Linked DNA regions of Triticum aestivum: region 2 is linked to region 1. The links are chromatin contacts, called in public Hi-C maps. All regions are on one chromosome and are shown on one strand. Each heading gives the region's core, a stretch centred on a gene start, on an enhancer-like site or on the middle of the called end of the contact. The rest is flanking DNA. Distances are from core to core; before and after follow the strand shown.

Evidence for each region. Hi-C and Micro-C count contacts between places; a contact is called where the count stands out from the background.
Region 2: a Hi-C map of leaf shows a contact between it and region 1, with 5 times the contacts expected there. The contact joins the promoter of LOC123044333 here to the enhancer-like site in region 1. A contact is called at or near these places in 2 of 5 Hi-C or Micro-C datasets (both in leaf).

What each region holds. Positions count from the first base shown.
Region 1 is chr2B:197,884,373-197,889,714 of IWGSC CS RefSeq v2.1, forward strand. It overlaps the pseudogene LOC123044331. Among protein-coding and RNA genes, the nearest start is that of LOC123044332, 22 kb to the right of the region's middle. Within about 2 kb of position 2,774, at least 5 of the 8 cell types and tissues checked have an H3K27ac peak or open chromatin away from gene starts, as enhancers often do. A contact at or near this core is called in leaf, where this site is marked.
Region 2 is chr2B:198,147,782-198,153,123 of IWGSC CS RefSeq v2.1, forward strand. LOC123044333 (protein CHROMATIN REMODELING 35) reads left to right here and starts at 2,752. Exons shown (of 7, transcript XM_044467039.1): 1 at 2,752-2,870. The coding sequence starts at 2,828.

The DNA of each region.
Region 1 (5,342 bases), core at 1,524-4,023:
TTACACAATGTTCCAGCAACTGCTTGCTGATTCTTTTGGGGTTTCAGGATGTAAATATCATGTGCTGGGTAAACCACACGTATGCAAGATTAAAATAAAACTGAACTAGCCATGTAGCACCTTGATGTACACAATACAAATTGAACACTGTTAATTATATCACTGTTCATTCAAATTGTCAGCCCATAGAAACTGGTCTTCGTAAAGAGATTGAAGAGTTAATCTGCCGGCATGACCAAACAATGGATATGCAGCTTGAGTTTCAGTTTGCATCTTCATAAATTAAAAGCTATCAGTCTGTATACCAACAGATATCATAAAGAAATCTATCTGATTATCTTCACAAGTAAGCAATAGAAAATCAACCTTTGAAGATAAAGCTAAGCTGCACTTTGGAAATTAAACTAATGACAGGAACCAAGAAAACATAGCATATCATCACCTGATCAATGTTCCTGATGATTACTCCTCCGGTGCCTCCTCAGAATCCGAGAGAGGTAACAGGGTTCCCAATCCAATGACATGTCCATTCAGGCATACAAAGTACTCCACGGAATCATCGTAAGCACCCAGCCTGGCGGAAGCACTAGCCGGCATCATATCAGCATGCAGCATGTTCCATAGCTTAGCCTTGCAATAGGGGCAAACCTCCATTGGATGGAACCTAGCCTGCTTCTCAATCAGGATCTTCTTGACCCTTGAAGTGGCAAACGACTTGAAGATGCCACGGAAAAAACCCAGGTCGCCTTCTTCCCCCTGGTCGAGATGTTCGCACGGATCGGACACATACAAGACATCCATCCTACACTGCAGAGGCAGGAAGCTCTTGCCTGCGGTCCTTGAAAAGCGCGTCCTGAACACAAAGTGGCCGGGGACATGGATGTTCCCGAACAAGCCCCCCTTTGTGCAGCCATTGCAGTAGATCAGCAGCTTTCCGAGCGCCTTCCAGTTGCCGTCGACAATGTGGCTGCCGTCGGAATGCAGATCTAGCATCATCTTGGGCGCCCTGGCATGGCAGAACTCCTTCCACAGCACCTGCTTGGCGACCTCGTCGAACCACTTGCAGACGCAGGAGAGGTTGGCGATCAGCCTGGGGTTCCAGTTCATGTGGCGGAAGACAAGGAACAGCGCGTCCTCGCTGAGGTGGCCCTTGGTGCAGGAGCAGGAAGCCGAGTGCGTGCAGCGGTGCTGCTTCACCACCAGCACCATTTCCGGCAGCCAAAATCACTCCAGTATCGACCGACGCCTACCTCCCCATGCGACCCCGCCTCTTTTCCTGCTTGGATTTAGCAATTCAGTCACATGAAGAGCATTCCATTCAATCGCTACTTACTTACTAACTGCTATAACAGATCAGATAGAGGTTAATCCGCCCTCGGCAGCTACGAGACAGCTAACCGCTCCGGCACCGGGGGACGGATCTAGGTGATGCGCGGGGCGCACACCCGAAATTTCTCGAAGCTAATCCCGATGAGGTGATCATCGGATGACTAGAAAGCTCATACCTCGAAAGCTACCGCCCAAGGCCGCGGACGGGGTGGGAACAGCAGGGACGCGACGGGGTAGAACGGGGACGGCGACGGCGGCCGCGGCGGCGGGGAGCGCGAGAGCCGTCGGCGGCGGCGCCGAGCTACGGCGCGGCGGTAGGTCTGGGGGTCGGCGGTGGCGGAGCGAGTGAGATATTTTTAGAGCCGCATTGGGTGGGATTGGAGGTCGGGTAGGGCAGGAGCTTGAGAGCGGCGTGCGGAAGGAAGGGATCGGGGATGAAGAGGAAAGGGACGGGGGAGGGCGGAGGGGAGAAAAAGTCTGGCGGCTGCGGGGGAGTGGAGACTGGCTTTCGACGGCCCGGATCGTTCGGCCGGTGGATGGAGGGCTGAGATTGGACCGACCCGAGAGGAAGCAGACGATTTTCGTGTGGTCATTCGGGGATGGATGAGTTCTTGCATGTTTTCTTTCGCCGTTTTCATCAATTTTTATTAATTTCTGCAGGGGGTTCATTTATTTACTTTTATTAGCTTGGTAATTTCCACACTCATAAAAACAGCTTAGTGGTTTTTCCTCGATATCATCCGACTCCCAGATATAGCTTCATCAGCCCGTGAACAATTTTCTTTAACTACATTCACGCTACTATCGCAAACTCTATCCCTAAAGATAAATCTGCATTAAGTAGGAATATAATGAAGCACACGTCTTTGATAAGAAATAGCCACGGTATTAGGGCATGCCTTACGCGTGGCGCTAACAGCTACGATAGGATAGATTCCGTACACCATCTATTGGATTATGGAGTCAGGCACGACATCGATGCAGGATAAGGCGGTGGGTGCTTGGCCCTTTCTCAAACCGTTTGATGCAACGGGCGCTGATTTTTTGGGCTATCGGTGCCTTAATTAACCACTAACGTCGAGGGAGGGGGCGTTACACATACTCTTAATATAACCAAGTGAAACGCATACAGAGCATTGCAGTGGATTTTTGGAGAAATCCTAACAAATCATTCTATCTCGAGTGCGTCTCATTTTCAAACTCAAACCATTGCAAATTCCATTGCTCTTGTAGTACTCTATTCCACAGAATTCACCATACGGCAACCGCACCTAGAAACCCCGCCGCAGCGGCCGACAGAATCAAGAATGCGCACGCGTTGGCACAGGAGACACCGTGGCAGGCTGCTCGCTGCGGTTGATGAAATCCTATCAGCCAAGTGGACGGCAGGTGCCCACTTGGTCTCTCCAAGTGGCCAACTCGGCAACTGGCAACCGCAACCGTACCGCGTCCGTCAATCGCTTTCGCTCGCGCGCTGCGTTGCTCGCCACCATCGTCGCCCGCTTGCACGCTCCCAGCAAGAGACCCGGCAGGCTATGCTGGCCTGGTAAAAAGCCCACGTATCATAGCGGGCCTCATCGAGGAACAGCACACAACACACGTGGGCTCTAGCATCCACCTCAAAGAAAAGAAAAAAAACATGGGCTCTAGCACCTCACAGTGCGTTCGTAGCCTGCAATGCAGAGAGAGAAAAAATACGCGCGTACCCTGCAGATTCACAAGCTCCTGAAACTGAAAGAGGAAGAAATGATTTGAATCAAGAGCTGATCCAACACGCAGGGGCACCCGTAAAGCACATGCATATAGACACTTACGAATTCGCGATGCACGTATGGACTAATATTGATCACCGCATATATACAGTGATGAAAAGAAAAGAATTCTCCTACAGAATAGGTACTTTGTAGATCTAAATCGCCAGCACACAACATAGTATAAAACACTAACCTAAGATAAATATATCTTATCCCTAACTATACCGAAACTAGTGGAGTATGTGGTTGACAACTAATTCATCATCTTGATCGGACTTCATATCGATGGATCATCTTGCTTCTACAGTCATGGCTCTGCAAAGGATAGAGAGAAAAAAAACACGTGTCAGACTGTGGATCATACGACAAATTAACACTAGCTAGCATGGCCAAATTATTATTTAGTGAAGGCAGAATTTCCGAAGGAAACGGTAGTTACTTGGAGATGGGGCTGCTGGAGCGGTAGGAGGGTCCAGTGGTGGCACCGGCGCCGCTGTCATAACATCGACAAAAATTCAATCTTCCTCCGGTCATGCAGGTAATTCACAAAATAACAATGCCAAAAATAGAAACATAATACAGTAGTGAAGATCGGCTACGATGACTTACTGGCGCACTGTGCAAGCGTCTGCATTGGCAGCGGGACGGCGCAGTTTCCCGGGAGGGACATCATGCGCATGAAGTCCATGGGGGCGGGCATGATCTTGTTGATGTCGCCGTTCAGGCCGTGGCAGAGGCAGATGGGGGCGTTGTCCACCAGGGACTTGAAGGCGCCGCAGCACGCGGCCGGGGGCGTCGCCACGCTGGTGTTGGTCAGGTAGCCCATGCATGGCGTCAGTCCCATCAACGGCGTCAGGCACTCCGTGGGCTGGGACGGCGGGGTAGCGGGCGAGGCCGGGGCTGGTGGTGGGGTGGCCGGCGGTGGAGAAGCAGGGACGGATGGGGTTGGGTTGCTGATCACTGGGCTCGGCGGCGGCGGGGAAGCAGGGACGGATGGCGGTGGGTTGCTGATCACTGGGCTCGGTGGCGGCGGGGAAGCTGGGACAGACGGGACAGATGGGGGTGGGTTGCTGATCACCGGGGTCGGCGGCGGCGGTGGGGAAGCTGCGGGGGGAGGTGGCGATGGCTTAACAATCGGGGCGCACGCGGGCTTGACTCTGATGGCGGAAGACGGCTGCGCGGCCGCGAGCAGGACGGCCAAGGCGAGGAGCAGGGCGGCGGCGGGCTTGGATGGCGCCATCTCGTGCATGCGCTGCGCGGAGGTTTACGGTCGGCTACTGGGTTTGCGGTCTGTGGTGCGAAGAACCAACGGGGTGCATGACGGCCATTTTATAGGAGGGAATGGGGACGAGATAGGGCGTTTGAACAGCACTGGTCGATCGCATCAACATGGGACTCTTCGTTTTGTTTTGTGTCACTCTTATCTTAGTCGATCTTAGATACGGCGTTTGAACGGCATTGCCTGCATTAAAATGGAGGCGGCAACGGCAAAACCAGGTGTTGGAGCGAAGGACTCCTCCAGTTTACGGGATATAACAAGATATCACCCTGCCATTGCGGCTGCAGATAAATGGTTAAGAGTAAAAGTTCACGGGATATACCAGCGTTTGAACTGAGACTTGCAAATCTGCTCAAAGTCGTCTGTTCGAACCTAAAGTCGGCGTGTGCTTGGGCCTCGATCGGGGGTGTTGGACGCTTACAACTCCCTTCTGGCATATCCGCTGAAAAATATGGTCACCAACCAAACACCCAGATCACCCAGATGAGGGAAAAGTCACGTTTAAACCTTCAGTATCAAACGTATTGATTGGGTCAGATCAAAGAGCAACAGGTGATCAAAACTTTCGAGCAAACTGTAAATTATGCATTCCTTAGCTTTTTCAATAGATAATTATCCTAGGTCAAAGATGTTGTTCTTGTTCATCATGCAGATATATTGTTTCGGACCATTTACATCTGTGCCCCTAACTCAAACCCACTACTCAGATTTACCCCTAATTTCGAAGCATACTCAAATTTGCCCCTCTCTCGTTAAGTGACCTTACAGAAATGCCCTTCCGTTCTGTTTCTGTCCAGTCAAAGGGGTTTGACCATCAACGGGGCGTTTATTGGACATTTTGCCCCTGCCTCCATGTGTCACTTACATGTGGGATCCACTCAGAAAAATAAAAAACTCTTTCTCTCACCCTCTCTCTCACGCACTTACATGTGGGCCCCAAATAGTAAAAAGAAAAAAAAACTAGATAAGGACCGGTCAAA
Region 2 (5,342 bases), core at 1,502-4,001, 260 kb after region 1:
TCTACCACTAGATAAAGGAACTTTATCACAAGAAGCTTCCCCCTTATCGGAGTTAGCATCCGCCACCTTGTTAGTGGGAGCGGCCACTTCCAAGGGTGCGGTGGATAATTTAAGGCCATTAAAAAACTCTTTGAACATGCCTTTGACCTTGGTCGTCATGGAGGTTTTCAATGTGTCCAAACCACATTGAATTCCTCACGTGAGAACGGGGATCCCCCATCAGCCGTAGACGAAGATGGATTCACATCGGAGTGCTCCTCCTCACCGCCTATGGTGTCAACCATACTCTTTGGACGGTAAAGTCCTTAATAAAGAGACGAGGCTCTGATACCAATTGAAAGGATCGATATAGTTCACTAGAGGGGGGTGAATAGGCAACTAACAATTTTTAGCTTTTCTTTATCAAATTAAACTTCGCTCAAAGTAGGTTGTCTAGAAATGCAACTAGGTAAGCAACCTATATGATGCAACAACAATAAGCACACAAGCAAGCAAAGGATATAACACAATATAGCTTGCACAAGTAAAGGTGAGAGATAACCAAAAGTGGAACCGAAGGAGACGAGGATGTGTTACTGAAGTTCCTTCCTTTTGAGGAGAAGTACGTCTCCATTGGAGCGCTGTGGAGGCACAATGCTCCCCAAGAAGCCACTAGGGCCACCATATTCTCCTCACGCCCTCACACAATGCGAGATATCGTGATTCCATTATTGGTGCCCTTGAAGGCGGCGACCGAACCTTTACAAACAAGGTTGGGGCAATCTCCACAATTTAATTGAAGGCTCCCAACGACACCATGAAGCTTCACCATAATGGACTATGGCTCCACGGTGACCTCAACCGTCTAGGGTGCTCAAACACCCAAGAGTAACAAGATCTGCAAGGGATTAGTGGGGGAATCAAATTTCTCTTGGTGGAAGTGTAGATTGAGGCCTTCTCAACCAATCCCTAGAGAATCAACAAGTTTGATTGGCTAGGGAGAGAGATCGGGCGAAAATGGAGCTTAGAGCATCAATGGAGCTTGGAGGTGGAAGAGGTAGTCAACTCGGAGAAGAAGACTCCCCTTTTATAGTCAAGGGACGAATCCAACTGTTATCCACTTAACCAGCCCGCGACTTGCGGTACTACCACACCAGACAAGCGGTACTACCGCAAGGGGTTGCGGTACTACCGCAAGGCGGTGCGATACTACCGCACCCACGGTAGACACCAGAGGAGGCCCTTTTGCGTTGACGCTGCGAGCAGTAGAACCACCAGAGCGGTATTATCGTGCGCCCTTGCGGTACTACCGCAAGGCAGGGTTTGACTGGGCTGGGAAGGCACGGATGAATACAATTACATCTGTGACTACTTCCGCTGAGTTTAGATCGGTGCAAAAATCCGACACAGTACTACCACATCTAGGGAGCGGTACTACCGCATAGGGCGCACATGTAAAAAATTACATCCGCCCCTACTTTCGCGCGGGTAACAGTACTGGGCCTGAAGTCACGGTACTACCGCGAGGAGGTGCAGTACTACTGCATCCCCAAAGGGTACTACCGTGAGCCTCTGCGGTACTACTGCTCCCTTGAGCAGTACTACCGTATGCTACAGTACACTACCACTTGGAGTCGTCATTTTGCAAAGACACGGATAACAGAACGGTGCTCCAAGAAGGCAAGGGGAAAGGTGGTGCAAAGGAACAAATGTGTACTTGATGATCCCACCCTAACCTTTCCGAAACAGACCCCCTCTTAATAGTACGGTTTCCCTACGACTCAAATCCACCAAAGGGAAACGTAGAAAAACATCGTCTTCACTAGACTCCGAGGGGCATCGAACCGTCTTGTGCCAACACAGGAGATATCTGAAATGCTGAAAGCACAATAATCCGCAAAAGCATTGTCATTAATCATCAAAACTACTTAAGAAGAAATATGCCCTTACAACAGCTTGTGAAACCCAAACCAATAGCCTCACCGGTTTAGTTAGCAGTCCATTTTCTTAACCTATGATCTAAACCTATCGTTGTCTTAGGACCATAAGTGCGCAAGAGATGGTTGATCACACGAAGTGCAATGGCATCCATCCCATCCATCCCCAAGTACCGTTGCACCTTTTTAAGAAACACTAAGTACAATATATAGACACACAAAACTACTACTAAAGACTATAATCACGGAGCTTTAATACTATAGATCATGATAAAAAATGCATTGACGAGACATCAAATCATCAAAACGCGAGATTGGAGTCGTGGAGATTTAAGATCAATGAAATCACTACTCGCACCTCATTGTCAACAAAATGCTGCCTCACAATAAAAGAAAATCCACGTTAATACGACAGTAAATCGCCAAAACGTCGCCTTTCAATAAAAAAATAATCCGCATTAATGAGACAGTAAACCATCAAAACACGACTCTCCACTACCCACGGAATCACCGCTGGCACCTCGATGTCGACAGAAACGTCGCCTCGCAATAAATAATATCCTATATTACTGAGGTTAAATCCATGATGGACCACCCACCTAACCATCCAACTATGCTGAGATCTTCTCACTCACTGAAAGTGACTGTTGGTAACTGACATGTGGACCCGCCAGGTGGCAGGCCCCACGTATCAGCCACCAAAGTCAGGGCGCGCAGTACACTCCTCACCGAATGTGCGCCCCATCCAACTGAACCTTTTTATGCAACGGGGAAACCAATGCGGCCGAGCAAGGAGACAGTGGCGCCACCCGCCGCTTTCCCAGTCCTCTCCCCCCCCCCCCCCCCCCCCCCCCCCCCTCCGCCCCGCTCCAAAAACCACGCCGCGCCGCGCTTCGCCGCCGTCAGCGGCCATGGACGTCGCCCCCGGCGAGGAGCCCCCAGCGGCGCCCTCTGGTGAGCATCCTCCTCCCCCTCCTCCCCTCCCTGGACGTGACGTGATCCCACCGTGGCGGGTTTTCTGCTACGTCTACGCCGGTGGTATCGGGTCTGGCCTCGCGCGCGACCGGCGGGGCTTTCGCGTTGGCATAAATAGGGTCAGTGCTGCATTTGCGTTCGCGTTGGTGGGAAGATGGGTTGGCCTGGGTGGATTGGGATTCATGGCGGTCCGGGATTCTGTCAGGGTTGGACGGGGCTGAGAAGATTGCGTACCACCATTTTTCACGGGGTCACTTTTGCTCCAAGTCTGGACAACAAAAAAGGGGTCAGTTACGAAAGGGATTTAATATCTTATTTATATAATTCCAAAAAAACGAAAGGGATTTAATGTCTTATTTATATAAATAGAAGGGATTTAATATTTGGGTTGACTAGTTTGCGCTTCACATGTTTGGAGCGCAAATGCTCACTAGAAATGTTCCCCGTGCTGGATGGCAACTCTTTGTCCTCTCCTGCTTGAATCGAGCGAAGTTCCTGCCAGTGTTTTTTTAGTCGGAGGAAATACCACTGTAATAGTTTACTGAAACACAACTCAAGGAAACTCAGTTTCCATTTCCTGTACGTGTCATGCACCCTAAATCGATGCTTCCCTGTTGTGCCAAACCATAGAGAATGGTGTATGCTTATAGTTTGTATTGTTTTTTATTTTTTGAACAGTCACGGTGTATGTGTGTGAGGGGAGGGGAGCTCTGCAAGTACCATTTTAAGCCTGTTTTGGAGCTGTTTTTTTGGACTTCTTTTGTTTAGCTTGAGAGCCAAGGTGAGGGGAGAGGTTGATTGCCACTAAATCCATCCATTTGACATTGAAGTTTGGGTTATTTGCCTTGTTGTGTTCTTCTTTTCTTTAGTCGCTCTTTTGGCTGGGCATTCTGAGCATGATAGAAGCAAAGAACAGTTTCTGAGTTTGTACTAATGCATACTGTAGATGTTTTTGCTAGTGTATGGCTACTAGCTTTATGCATCCTCTGTTCCTGAAATCACGGCGTAGATTTTCTTTTTCCGTTTTTCAGTGAAAGAAGGTGCAAGCTTAGTTTTGCACCACAATTTCTGAACCCTCCTGTCATGACACCACGATTACAGGCACACGTTCCCGCATCCTAGTCTCCACTTATCCCATGTCTCCTGCACTCTTATACTTCCTACTTCCTTTTTCCATCATGCTCGTCGTGTTGCTCGACACCCTGCTCGGCTTGCTCATTGGTGTGGGCACCTGACACCCTTTGTGGCCACTCTGCATCTGCCACTGGCAAAGCCTAGCTGGGTACACCCTCAGCGGCTGTCAATGCCAAGGATATTGACCTCGGCCAGTGTGCTCGTGTGTGCCCAAGGTCAAGTCTGGCGTGAAGTTCTCGCGCCGGCACTGCCACGGTCTCGATCCGGTGTGACCATTCAGCAAAGACAAAGGAGTGAGTGCCAAGCTCCATGGTTTAGGTCCATAAAGAATCATCATAAACAGAGTTGGAAGAGAATTAAGGAGTGGAACACTCTTAGTCAAAGCTCCATGGTTTAGGTCCATGGAAGATTGGAGAAGAGAGTGGTGACCATGGTGTTTGGGAAGGTTGTTTTTATAGGTTAACTACAAAATTGGACTTGTATAATCAAATTGGCGCTCATACTCAAATATTTCAGTGAAGCATCTAATCCCTCCCTTCAAATTCCTTCCCTTCATTTTCATGGAAATTTCAATACTCAAATTTGCGGTGAAGCAATGGTTTTAATCAGTGCCATAATGCAACGTGTAGCCAGTGCCTGGGCCATGCATGAGAACCAGCAGCACGATGAGGGGTTGCATGGTGTGGGAGGGAGTTTGCGTGGGGCAGGCGTGGTATGCTCACGCGCAATCCTTTGCATGGCTAGCTGGCAGTATCAACGCTGGTGGAGACCAAGGAGCTCAAGCTTGTGTAGGAGGGAAATTAGAGGCAAGTGCGGTGAGATTAGCAGGGGCAAAGGAGTCCAGATCAACGAAAATTTCCACGGCCTGCTCCTGTTTTGGTCTTAGTGCCAGAAGATGCGCCATGCTTTCAGGAATGGAGGGAGTAAGTTTCATTACTGTTGAATTGGATTGTATCGAGTGAAATTCAGAGATCCATGCCAAAAGTAAGGAACCTATGAGAAAGAAGTCATCCAAAGGTTTACCAGTCAGCACCATGGATGTTGGGCTAGCCAGCCTGGGTTTGATCATCAGCTCTATCTTAATTTGATTGATACCTAGGTCCTCCAACGCATCACTCTTTTTTTCATTGTAAACGTATGAGTGATGAATAATAGTGCCTATTTGTTCATCGCTTACTATGCCTGTGTTAAATAAGTGGCGGGTTGGCTACTGCATTTTATGATTATTGTAGTTATCCACATGAAAGTGTCTGTGCTTTTAATTATAATTTCCTTGTACGCATCCTACAATTTCTTGTGCACCTTGCATGCGACTTA